Linked DNA regions of Canis lupus: region 2 is linked to region 1. A link is a contact called in public Hi-C data. All regions are on one chromosome and are shown on one strand. The core of a region is the stretch at or near the end of the contact, and the rest is flanking DNA. Distances in the headings are between cores, read along the strand shown. Region 1 holds the start of RWDD3 (RWD domain-containing protein 3). Region 2 holds the start of ALG14 (UDP-N-acetylglucosamine transferase subunit ALG14 homolog).

Region 1 (6,727 bases), core at 2,007-4,506:
TTCTCTCTTTAAATTCCAGTTAGTTAACATACAGTGTTATATTAATTTCATGTATATAATACTCTTAGTAGTTTTTTTTTTAACTTATAGTCTTAACATGATCATTTTCCTTATTATGTCCCAGTACTTCAGTATTCTTAGCTTTTTTGATATGATACTAGTATCCAGCCAACCTCTTCTAATACTCTTAAAATTGTGTGTTCTCACATCTATGCCCAAATGGGGTTTGACTTACATTTTCAGACACAGAGTAAGTATTTACGTCTACATACTACTCATGATAAAGTAAGTAAAAATGTTTTCTCAGAAAAGCTAAAAGAACTATTTTCTGAGCTGGTGGTTTAACTAGAGGTGAGATATTTAAAACTTCTCCTTATGGTCTTGGGAAAACAACTGTTTAGCAAGCTGCATGTATAAATAATATTCTAGCAAATCATACACTGTTTGAGAGAGGAGAAGTAGAGAGAGGAAGAGAAAGAGACTGTGCTCTAACTAGACATTCATCCACACGTCTAGACATTCATTCCACATTTAAATATTTAGAATTTTTAGTAGCCTGTGAATACAAGAAAATTTATTACATTAAGGTAGGCTTTAGATATTTGACATGTAGCTGATATTTTCATAGTGTGAGAAATATCAAGCTGACATTATGCTTCTTCTGTGATGATTACTTCCAAATGTCAGAGAGTAGAAACTTATTCATGGGATTTCAGGGCCTTAGGATAGTGTCAATTTAAAAGACATTCACATCGACTTCTTTTTTATTTAAACATGCTAAATGGAGGATGAAAAGCAGGTTGAAAAATCAACAGAGAAAGGAAGAGCAAAGAAGAAACCTATTGACAAGAAAATTTTAAATAGATTGATGTACTCTTACATCAATTTAATGGAATCCTAGCTGACAGCAGGCTTTGTGATTGCCTACTAATATTTCTGACAACTGGAGCCTTGCTGTTCATTTCATTTCGCTCATATCACTTATGTTGAACTTGGGAAATTAAAAATAAGATATGAACTATTTGACTTTTTGTAGACTATCTTTAATAAGTCAAATAACTAATATTTGTATTTTCCTACTGATTTTGGACTTCAAACTAAAATCAAGTAATTTTCAATTAAAAATTTATTCTTTTGTTCACCGTACTCCTTTGTAGCTAATTATGGACCTATTGAACTGCTGCTATTTTGGAAATAAGTCAAAGAAATTTAAAAAATTATTATTAAACAAATTGGCCACATCAGAGATAATTATGGGCTTAAATAAACTTTTGTCTTTCCAATTTTGTGCACAGCAGTGCTCTTAATTACTTGGGGTCACTGAAATCCCATGGCATCCTGAGAAAAGCATTTTTCCTGCAGTCTATCTGGTTAGATTGCCTATCTGGTTTTTCAGAAGCCAGCATGTTTTCCTTCTTAAAAATCCCTCTTTAGGGACAGTGGGAATGATGTTGAGGATGGTAACATGGATTCAGGATCTTTACATTTATTTATTTATTTTTAAAGATGTTATTTATTTATTCATGAGAGACATAGAGAGAGGCAGAGACACAGGCAGAGGGAGAAGCAGGAGAAGCAGGTTCACCACTGGGGAGCCTGATGCAGGACTTGATCCTAGGACTGTGGGATCACGACCTGAGTGTAAGGCAGACGCTCAACCACTGAGCCACCTAGGAATCCCTGGATTCAGGATCTTAAAATCAGCCTTTCAAAAAGAAAAAAAAAATTTATTTATTCATAGAGACACAGAGAGAGAGAGAGGCAGAGGGAGAAGCAGGCTCCATGCTGGGAGCCCGACATGGGACTCGATCCCAGGTCTCCAGGATCACACCCGGGGCTGCAAGCGGCACTAAACTGCTGAGCCACCCAGGCTGCCCAAAATCAGCCCTTTTAGATGTGACTTCTGTAGGTCAATGACAGGAGTCACTGTGTAGCCATCTAAGTTTTCTCATTTATCTAACAAACTTTTTCCTGATACAAAGAAAAATTGTGGGACCTCGAGGAGCTAGACCAGTACTTCTTGGGGCTGCAAAATTTTAAATTGTTACGTAGAAAAACAAAAGGACAAGCCAAACATGCTGACTGATAGGACTATCACAGAGGATCATTGTAATCTTGTTCACTAAATCAAAGCTGGAACAGAATGGATGGATAATTCTGTTACCCTATTGATGGATGTTGCTCAAATTCTTAGATGGAAGCACTGGATTCAAGGACGATCCTTCCATTATTAAGCTTTGAGAGTCCCACTGTTTTGTATGCATCGAATGTCACAAAATGGGTAATATTGAAAAGCTGGAGTTTGCTGCCTTTACACCCTTGCATCCTCAAAGGCCAAAGAGTTTGGGCTGTCGGCAGGGGACAAACGGGGAAGATCAAGACTTTGCTCCCAGCACCCTGGCGCACAGCTCCCCACAAGACCCCAGTAACGTCCTTAGAACGGCAGGACCTGCAGGTCTCTGCTTTTGCTGGGTCAGGAGCAAGAAGTCCCAGAGATCCGGCTCGGGTCCGAGTCCCAGCGCCAGTAACAGCTCGGGGTGCTCCACATTGCGAGAGTCACTCCCAGCTTCACCAAGGACAGGGCGTCTCCTGCCCCGTTAACTGCGAGGTCCCCAACACCTAGGTCAGTTCTGAGCTGGGCCTCGGCTCACTTCCTCACGGGTCACTCTCCTGCTTGTTTCCTCTTCCTAGCCCGCAGGTTCCTTTCGCGCAGTCTGTCCTCCACCCCCGGGGGGGGGGGGGGGGGATGTGGGGGAGGATGTGTGTGTGGGGAGGAGGTGGGGGGGCAGGGGGAGAAGGTGGGGGGAGGAGGTGGGGGGGCGGGGGGAGGAGGTGGGGGGGCAAGGCCAAGATCCGGCGGGAATGGTGCGTTCAAAGCCTGCGCTAAGGTTAGGAGGTTTCAGACTTTGCAGCGAGCCTCCTTGTTCGGTCAGAAAGCAAACGGGTGCGCTGCACGGTCGCCTCCGGCCTCCGGGAAAAGTCTCCCCAAAGAGATGGAGCCTGGCGTCCAGAGTCAGCAAGCAGGAGCTCCTGGAAGGACGTCTGGAGCCTCCGTCCCCTCTGGGCCCGGCGCGCCGGGGAGACTCGGGGCACCCCCTAGTGGCCGCCGGGCCGCGCCGCTCCGGGCGGGTTGGGGAGAAGGCGGCGGCGGCAGGGGCGGGGCATCGGGGCGGGGCGGGGGCGGGGCATCGAGGCGGTGGGCGGGGCATCGAGGCGGTGGGCGGGGCGCCGGGGGCGGGGCGCCGGGGGCGGGGCACCGGGGCGGCGGCGGCGGCGGGGCGGCCATGGCGGAGCCCGCGCGGGAGGAGCTCTCGGCCCTGGCCGCGATTTTCTGCGGGCCGGACGAGTGGGAAGTGCTGAGCCGCTCAGGTGACTGCCCCGCGCCGCAGGGCCCGGGCGTCCTTCCCCTCGGCGCCCGGGACTGGGCGGACTGCAGGTCCACGACGGGAGCCCTCCTCCCACGCTCGCGGGGGGCGCGCGGCGGGGCCGGGCCGCGGGAGGCGGCGGGAGAGCGAGGCGACCGGGCGGGGCGGGGGGGCGGCCTGCTGCTCCCGGAGCCCCGCCCCGCCCCCCCGCGGCCGTGATGCCTGCAGGGCGCACCGTGCACAGCGGCCTGCCCGCCCCCCCGGTTGGAACCCAGCCGCCCCGAGTTGCGTTTCGCCCTCCGTAGCTCGGCCGGGCGCCCTCTGTAGGTGTGTCCGGGGCGCGGTTCTCGGTCTCCGAGGGCGGCGCCCCCGCGAGTCACGGGCCCAGCACCCCGCTCCGCTCCGCTCCCGGGACCGTGCGTCTGCGGTCGGCGCGGCGCCCGCGGCGAGCCTCTGCTCCGTGACGTTTCCGGGGGGCTGCGCCTCTGGCGTCCTCTGCTCCGCCGAAAGGCCCTTGAGCTCCCGGGTCCGGATGCCCCGCAAACGCCCGTGCCCTCTAGGGGCTTACCGTCTAGCGGGCTTCTTTTGGCTCTTTTTTCAATGATAGTTAAAAGGTATTCTGGCCCTGCCTGTGACTTCCAGTAAGTAAAAACCAGGACTGCAGGTGATGGAAAAACGTGCGGTGATGCAGATAATTTTCCATTTTCACTTAGTTCTTAAATATATTATGTAAACTTTTTGCAACGGGATTTAGCCTTTTGTTATTTTATTTATTTATTTATTATTTATTCATGAGAGACAGAGACACAGGCAGAGGGAGAAGCAGGCTCCACGCAGGGAGCCCGACGTGGGACTCGATCTCGGGTCTCCAGGATCGCGCCCTGGGCTGAAGGCCGCGCTAACCACTGGACCACCCGGGGCTGCCCTACCCTTACGTTATGTTTCAGCAACTATTGAAATTGCCTTTTGACCATCCGTTGGTTGACCTTTAAGAAAATAGTCTAAAAAATGTTCTGGGTGTTGTGAGAAAACTGTCTAGGACTTAGGTGGGTTTCATGGTATCATTTGGTTGCTTATTCACACAGGAAGCCAGATTTGGACCTTTTCATTGGTTCTTTCTTGCATCACCTGTGGTCATGTGACCACTGTTTTGTTCCAGACACTGCCAGCCAGTTCCAGTAATGGAGCTGTTTCTTTTTCACTGCCTAGCCTGTCAAATTGCCCTTGACAATCCATAGGAAAGAATTTATTTTTAGTGTTTTCTTGTCACCCCTCTTCTGATTGGATAGCATTCATAATTCTTCATCATCTTATTCACTGTCTCCATGTCTTTCTTTACTGATAATTACTTCTGCCTGAAGGCAGGCTATTTGGGAGATCATCAGTTTTTCTAAATTCTTTCATAACGGCTCAATTGGAATGTCTCGGAAAATTGCGTGATTTCCCATTACACCTTAAAGAGGACGGAGTGGTAGTGAGCTGGGTCAGGAGTACATCGCTCAGCCTAAGATACTACTGAGGGGTCAGAGAAAAACCTAAACAAGTAACCCTAGAAAGAAAGAGAGCAGTTTCTTAATAGGGAGAACACTGTGGACCCTTTATCTGCTGTTAAATTGAGCGTGACTTTCAAGCCATGCCTCCTAATTAATTTAATTCAGCGTTCTGGCATCAATAAGTAATTGAATTATAAAAGAATTCAGTGTAACAACTTAGGACATTTTGTTGCTGAAAGGTTCATTGGAGAATAGAACAATTCAGTGATTGAAATAGGGTTGTTTGATGTTCACAACTGGGAATTAAGGGTAAGGTAAGGCCTTCTTTAATAGACCACAATAAACATACAGTGGGCTACTGGCTGCCATTCTCTGGGTCACTGTCGGCCTGGGGTGGAGGATAGGAAATTGATACCAGAACATTCTTAACACCATCAGTTCCTTTCTGGCCTCCCCACAAATAATGCATCTCCTTGTTCCTCCTGGAATCAGGAGAATATTGTGGGATATTGTGGGTTGGATTGTATTTCTGGTTTGAGGTTGCCCAGGAAGGGTTAGGCTGCCTGCCCAAAGGTCAGCTATTAAGGCCATAAGATTGAAGAGGCTGACTAATTAGAATCAGAGTTGGGCTAATTTGTGCTGGGAACTAAGCACATGGCCTCTTTACAATGGTTATAGTAAGCTTATAGTAAGAGGCATCCAGTATAACTGTCTCTTATGGGTACAAATTATGCAACCCCCCACACTGCTATCTACTAGGAAAGGCTGTGGGGTAGACCAAATCCAAAATATTTTACCCCCCCTCATACAGTGCAGTCAGGCCAGGTGCCAGGTTTAATGAGGTCACCTTCCATGTACCTGATACTTCATATGTATCTTACTTGATGAGGAGTACTCTTAGCTTTGTTTTATAGAGAAGTTAACAGATGCTCAGGCTGGTTAAGTAACCACCAGGAACAGAATGTATGGACCTTTGTACTGTATCATACTCCTTGATAGAGATGGGGCTGTTGTGTGAGGAAAAGAATTCTTAGCAAGGATAACACTTGTGAAAGAGCATTAATGATCACTCAGAGAAAGGAGATGGGTATCACCCAACTTATATTCAGAGTAATTCTGAAGGGGAGTGTGTGGACATGCTTACATATGCACACCTATCAGATGAAATTGATATTGTTATAAATCCTCACTTCCTTGATGAGGAAGTTGGGGGGGGGGGTGTCACAGGTTATATTGCTGTAGTCAGTGCTCATTATCTGTGGAGTTGTATTTCTGGAAATTATCTTGCAGATCAAAAAGTTGTAAAATGGAAGGCATATAAGACTAAATATCATATAGTGTGTTTGCACAGTAGCTTCAGAGTGAGTTTTTGTATTCTGCTAACACTCATGTTCAGATTGGATTGGGCCCTCTTGCAAAATCAATCATGACTGTCACCCACTGACCCCTCTAAATCTGCTCAGCTCTGTTTCCTGCTGATTGTCAGTACTGTGCTCACCTGTGTAAAACCAATTCAGCCTTGAACTTGACTTCTAACGGATCGAATTGTCACTTTTTGCTTTACTTATTTTTAGTTTTCCTTTTGCTTTTTTTCCTCTAACCGCATTTTAAACACATATAAAAATCCAGCCATAACATAGAAACCAGCATGAGTGGATGCATACTAATGGTGAGCTGCCCGGGAGCAAGAGGAAAGAAAGCCCTATGCAAAAAAGTACAAGAGGGGATTGGGGCTTCTTCATGATTTTTTGAGCAAAGGCTTACTCTGATGATATCTAAACATTGCGAAAAACAAAACACAGAAAGCCCTAAAAAACAACAAAAAACCCAAAACCCAAACAAAACCCAAAAACACACAAGTAAAAGGAA
Region 2 (6,727 bases), core at 2,248-4,747, 140 kb before region 1:
CAGCTGGACCAATTAAGGATAAAAGGGATAACACTCCCATTTTCCATTGCAATTAAAACTTCATTATACCTGCTTTAACAGTCTTTTCTTTTTTTATTTTATTTTTTTTAAAGATTTTATTTATTTATTCATGAGAAACACACAGAGAGGCAGAGACACAGGCAGAGGGAGAAGCAGGGTCCATGCAGGGAGCTGGATGTGGACTCGATCCCAGGACCCTGGGATCATGCTCTGAGCCAAAGGCAGATGCTCAGAGCCACCCAGTCGTCTCGTCTTTTCTTTTTTTAAAAGGAAACATTTACTGAATACATTCTTTGAAGATTTAACCTTGCCATTGAATAAAGTCATTAAAATGATGGGCTTTATCTTCCATTTTACTCTTTTATTTATTAAGATATATTCTTTGGGAACAAAATCTTCTCAGGTCTACCCTATCTTAAAATACATTCAGAATCCAATCCCTTCTCATCATCTCCTTGGCTACTACCCTGCACCAGGCCACATCATCCTCACATCAACTATGACCACAATTTCCTGGTCTGCTCTCCTAGCTCCACCTGTCTATTCAAGGTATCAGTCTATCCTCAATACAGTATCCAGTGTGATCCTTTAGGGAGAGTTGATCAAATTATTTACCTCTGCTCAAAACCCTCCAGGGGATTCCATTCTCACATTCAATAAGAGGCATCTCGTAATTTGACCCCTTACTTTTTATCCTCATGGGCCTGGCTTATGTCTACTCCAGCAGCTCTGGCCTCCTTGTGTTTGATAGCTGTCATCTCCCTGAGGCTTTCCCTTACACTTCCGTCTAAAATGCAACCTCCTTTCCTTACCTCATAGTATTTATCACCATTTAATTTAATATACAGTCTATTTATTTCTTTTGTTTTTGTCTCCTCTAACCCTTGTTCCACTGGAAGGTAAGCACGATGATGGCAGGGACTTCTGTTCATTTTGTTACTGCTGATCTCCAGTGGCTTGAAAATAGTAGGCACTCCTATTATTGAATGCACAGGTAGATGAGCATTTGGTATGAAATCTAAAATCTGCCTAAGGAAATCATACAGGATTTCAAAGAAAATTTGTTATTTTTATTGATATTCTTTGAATATATGTGGTTGATTAATAATATTTTATGGAAATCTAAAAGACTAGACTTTTTTTGGTATTCAAAGGTAAATACTGAAAATGCGTTCCTGACTCCTCCAAAATTCTGGGCATGAACTATTATTTGTCTGATCACAAGTCTTTCTTTGACTTGGATGATTCTTTGAGGTCCTTGACCTCCCCCTACCTTGAATGGTGTGAATGACAAAGGCACCACTTGCCAGACTAATTCTCAATTTTAATTTTGGTTCCCAGTCCACCAAATCTAATACTGTCAAGTGAATGGCTCCAACATCCATTCATCCATTCGTTCAAGACAGAAACCTGGACATCATTCTTGAGCCTTTCCTTCGTTCACCTCCCACTTGCAAACCAGAAGTCTCCCTACCTCAGTCTTTGTCAAAACATTGTGACAATGCAAGCTGAATGATCTTTGTAAAAGCTTAGATTTAACTGGGTCACTCTCCACTCAAAAGTATTTTAAAAGCCCCTTTGCTACCAGGATTAACAACAGTCACCATTTATTAAATGCTTATTATATGTCAAGCATTTGCTATACACTTTTAATACCACCACATTTAATCTCTCATCACCTCCTTTCATCTCATATATTTTTTTAAAGATTTTATTTATTTATTCATGAGACACAGGCAGAGGGAGAAGCAGGCTCCATGCAGGGAGCCTGACATGGGACTCAATACGGGTCTCCTGGATCATGCCCAGGGCCAAGAGCAGGCACCAAACCCTAAATCGCTGAGCCACCCAGGCTGCCCTCATCTCATATTTTTTAAGGTGGGAACAGGAAGCTCAGTGGGGTTAACTAATTTGCCCAAGATCAAGTTAGTAAGGGGCAGAGATGTGATTCAATTCCAGGATTACGTTAAGCTAGAGCATAGGGTCCTAACCCCTAGGTGATGTGAAGCAGTGGAGTGGTGCTGATAGCTTTAGAGAGGATGGTTTACAGCGCCCTTTGGGATCTGGACTGGGCTTAGGGCTCCCTATGGAACTCCAAGCAACAGTGCCCTCGCACCTCTGACCACTCCAAGCCCTATCAACTTCTCTTCACACCCTTCCAGTCCTCAGAGCCCCAGGTCCCACTTTCTTTGGTTGACCCTCTTCCTTGGTTGCTTCCTGGTCATCTTTCAAGTCCCAGTTTAGACAGCACTTTGCAGGTTCAGAGAAAATGGTGCCCTTCCAGGAGACTTCCATAGCAGTCTGTACTCCCCAGGTTATAGCTGAATACCTGTTTTGTTTTGTTTTCTATTTTCGTTGTTTTCTGATAGTTTTTCCACGACCTCCATGTCATTCGCTGTGATATCCTTGTACCTTTCACATGGCTTCAGTACCTGGTCTCCACTCTGTGACAAGTAGTAGCAGTAGTCGGCTTTGCTGTCTCCAGAGCTTAGCCTATAGGGCCTGGCCTCTCCTGTAGCTCAATATACGTTAAGTGAATGAAAATAATGAATTATACTTGAACATAAGTTTAGAACACTTGCTCATACTATAAACACTATTCTAAGTGGATACAGTCTCCTAGCATCTCTAAATGCACACAATTTATCTGTCTCTGTCAGAACTTGCCCCATTTAAAATTGTGAGGGCCTGCCGAGTTGGTAAAATTAAATTGTTAAATCTAAATACTCTTAAATTGTATTTCCTGACACAGCAGCTTGTTGTTCACAGTCTGACACCATATTCTGAAATGTGTATTTTCTATGTTGTCTCTATCCTCATGGATTTGTGTATTTTATAAATGTGACAGTTCACTTTCCCTCACTTGCCATGTAGTATTGGTGATCCCTAAACTAAAGACAAAATGCCTCGATTAATAATGCAAAGCAGCAATTTTTTACTCCGGAAGATTGCACGTTACCGTCATGAGGCTTCTGCGTCCTTTCTGCTCAATGATGATTAGTCAGAAGGATACAGGCCACGTGGAAGCTTAATTACCAGCGTAAGTCACTCATTTGTCATTAAAAGATGCCTGCGCCGCGTCTGCAAACCAGCCTTTTGCACCGGCCGCGCGGACCGGGTCCGGTAATACGGGGGGGGGGGGGGACTACAAATCCCAGCAGGCAACGCTCCGAAAACGGCTAAAGAGACTAGAGGAGAGCGCCGCGGTGTACTCTGGGGTTTGTAGTGAGCGACCCAGGCTCGACGGTCACGCCCCAATACTTACCGGACCCAGCCACCACCAAGAGACTGAGAGACTGACGCGGCCCGGGGGCGCGACTACGGAGCACAACCCACAGCCGCAGCGCCAGCAGCGCGGCCCCCGCAGCTCCCGCCGCCGCCAGGAGAAGGACGCTCGCCATGCGGAGACAGGGCGCATGCGCACCACCCTCAGCCGCGGTCAAAGTTCAAGAAGTACGGGCGCCGCGGAGACGCACCCCGGGCGGGGCGGGGCGGGGCGGGGCGGGGCGGGGCGGGCCCGGGGGCGGGGCTTGCCGGCGCCGGGAGGAGCTGGGGCGGCGGGCGGAAGTGCCGCGCGGCTGCTCCCGCGCACGGACTGAAGTTCGGCAGCTTCAGCGCCAGACAAGTGTGATTTCCTGCCGTGACGAGGTCAGGCCACCTGTGCGCCCCAGGGCTCCGGAGCTCCCAAGTCGGAGGTGTCCGGCGCCGCTGACTCGGAATTCCACCTGAGGCCGATAGCATACGCCGCCTGTCTTCATTCTTCCTTCCAACCCTCCTTCCCCTCCCTCCCCTCCCCTCCCCTCCCTCCCCTTCCCTCCCTCCCCTTCCCTCCCCCTCTTCCCCTCCCTCCCCCTCCCCCTCCCTCCCCTCCCCCTCCCCTTCTTTCCTCTGCCCTCCCCTCCCCCCTTTCCCTCTCCTTCCTTCCCCTTCCTCCTTTTTAAATGCCGGAGGAAGTGTTTCTGTTGCACGTGCAGACCGTACTTGCCAGTAAAAGCTACTTTAGTACGAAAAAATTGAATGTAAGGCCCTCATCTCAATCTCTTTCCCGACACTCGTGTTTTTAACTTTTCTAGGCGTCGTCACAGATCTTTGTGATCCGAGTGGCCGAGCGCGATCACCTCCAGCTATGCCATGATCCTGAGAGGAGTGGAAGCTCAGTGACTCAAGGTAGCAGGAGAGAGAAGGCAGCGCCTACAGTTAATACTCAGTTAATTTTACCACAAAGCCAGCACCTCCGCCAGTCCCAATTTTGCGTATCTTTTGAGGCCTATTTGACCCGCATTGCAGCAATATAAAAATAACTGAGATTACAGAAGCCCCCTCACCCCAAGTGTAATTCGTCATCAGTCCCGTACACACTACAGGTTAGACAGGGCAAGTATACAGATGAATGAACAGGTCCCGAAAGATGAAACCGCTTGCTCAAGGGATAGTGGCAGATGGAGATTCAGAAACCAGAAATGCTAACTCCGCATAGGAGTATTACATCGTGTATTCCTTTGCTCCAGACTTGCTTGATGATCACACTTCCCTGGAGCCTAGAATGTGTCTCTTAAAATGCAGTCCCTCAGGAGAGGCCTGGGATCAGGTCATCTAAGCAGTGTATCAATTTCTATCAGCAGGCAAGTCTGAGAAGCATTCAGGGACTTGGTAGCATCATTTTCACAGCGCTTCCCATATTCAGTCTTCCAATCAAATCCTCTTAACCCTACACCCTCACAATGAGGCCAAAAGGTGAATATTATTTCCCTCTTTAAGGATAAAGACACGGGTTCTATAAAAGTTCAATGATTTGCCTAGGATTTCTTAGCTAGGAAGTGGTGGAGAAGGTTTATAGTTGTGGGCTTAGAAGTCAGTGCCTCAAATTTTAATGGAATCAGAATCCCCTGGGCTTATAAATACATAGTTCAAAGTCCAGAGCCTCTGGCACAGTATAAAAAACAACTTAAGTATATTACAAAGGTTGTAGTTTTCTTTCATCTGCCCACTCTGCCATTCCCAGCAATGTCTTCAACGTAAGGCTCGCCCCTTATACTTCAAAGAAGATGTTAGCGTCTCAGAAATTACATGCAGATGGGGGAAATCTCCAGAGCCAAAAAAAGGACATTATCTTGTCATTGGGTCTTTTTTTTTTTTTTTTTTTTAAGGGGTGAGGAAACTTTTGCCTGAATCCCTTACAGCCAACTTTCTTTCATGCTCTCTGGCCATATTTATGTCACTTGCTTATTCATAAAAGGGATGAGACCTCAAAGCTTGCTTGGGTAGGGTGGAGCATGGCATACAACATACCTGTTGTATCCAGCTGTTGGTTGGAGGGTGGGTACTGAACACAATGGTCTCTTGGAGAGAAGGAAGTTGGAGGAGGGTAAAGGAAAGATGATTGTTGGTTAGGCAAATAATAGCGTTTGGATTGCTGTGAAAATGTTGTGTCCCAGATGGCTTTGTAACCCAACACAGGTAATGCAGATGTCAGGCATATTAATAATTACTAGACTGCAGGTCTCAGAAGACACCCTTGCACTCTCCTTTACCCCATCACCTCAATTCTATAATTACCTATATCTGTAGGAAATAACCAGCTTGACCACATTGGCATGCAGCTGGAATGAATGAGGATGATCAAGCTTTTAGGGGTTGCCAGTAAATGCAGTGAATCAAAGAGGGAGGAGTAGCAGACATTGTTTAGAATTATTGATTATTTTGAATTAAGGCTCGGGTCAAAATATTCAGTGTTCCTGACAAGGAAGTTGAGTTCAGAGAGGAGTTAGGTGGCAGGCAGGGACAGGAACAAACTTGGGAACTCCTAAACGAAATCAGTGATCCCTGGGCTGTGACAGGCACGAAATGTGTAGATTATCAAGAGGTCAAGAAGCTGTACTGGATTAATCAGGAAAAGCAAGGCTGAGTGGCAAGCAGCAACTAAAATTTCTCTTGAGGAGTAAGTTGCACCACCAATGCAGATTACAGATGCATAGAAGTAAATTATAGTGCTGTGAAGGCATGAAAAATATTAGTAATTGGCAATGAGTGGGACGCCTGGGTGGCTCAGCAGTTGAGCGTCTGCCTTTAGCTCAGGGCGTGATCCCGGGATCGAGTCCCACATTGACTCCCTGCATGGAGCCTGCTTCTCCCTCTGCCTGTCTCTGCCCCTCTCTCTCTGTGTCTCTCATGAATAAATAAATAAAATCTTAAAAAAAAAATTGGCAATGAGTAATGCTATTGAGCCATAACTAATTGTAAGTAAAGTTCTATCTGGGAAGTGATTTTTATTATCCTTTTAAATCTATTTTTCTAAAGCTTCTATGGAAAATCTCTATTATTCATGAATATTAAAAAAGTTAAGATTATTTTGCGCTGTTAAGTAGGATTGTACTTGTTAATTTATCAACATTTAATGAGCACGTGCTATGTGCTAGATTTAGGTACAGTGGATTTCGTATAAATAGAACAATAACCCAGATGAGAAACTTAGACTAGAAAGATGATACTGGAGGTAGAAGAGGGCAGATTTGAGATATATTTTATAGAGTCATTAAAACTCATTGTTGGATTAGATATTGGAGATCAGGGTGGCTCCTAGAGTTTTGACTTCAAAAGTGGTTGGATGGTGTCATTTGCTAAGAATAGATGGACAGGAAGAGAAACAAGCTTTTGTGGGTTGACAAAGGGGAGGAGAAGATGAAAATAAAGTGTTCTGTTTTGGATG

What was found. Hi-C and Micro-C count contacts between places; a contact is called where the count stands out from the background.
Region 2: a contact with region 1 is called in a Hi-C map of blood, with 4 times the contacts expected there. The contact joins the promoter of ALG14 here to the promoter of RWDD3 in region 1. A contact is called at or near these places in 3 of 9 Hi-C or Micro-C datasets (blood and skin fibroblasts).

What each region holds. Positions count from the first base shown.
Region 1 is chr6:54,575,901-54,582,627 of UU_Cfam_GSD_1.0, reverse strand. It overlaps RWDD3 (RWD domain-containing protein 3), which reads left to right and starts at 3,256. Exons shown (of 5, transcript XM_038541253.1): 1 at 3,256-3,369. The coding sequence starts at 3,285.
Region 2 is chr6:54,717,938-54,724,664 of UU_Cfam_GSD_1.0, reverse strand. It overlaps ALG14 (UDP-N-acetylglucosamine transferase subunit ALG14 homolog), which reads right to left and starts at 3,497. Exons shown (of 8, transcript XR_005361187.1): 1 at 3,287-3,497; 2 at 2,351-2,533. LOC490151 (TLC domain-containing protein 4) reads left to right here and starts at 3,531. Exons shown (of 8, transcript XM_038541264.1): 1 at 3,531-3,669; 2 at 4,095-4,188.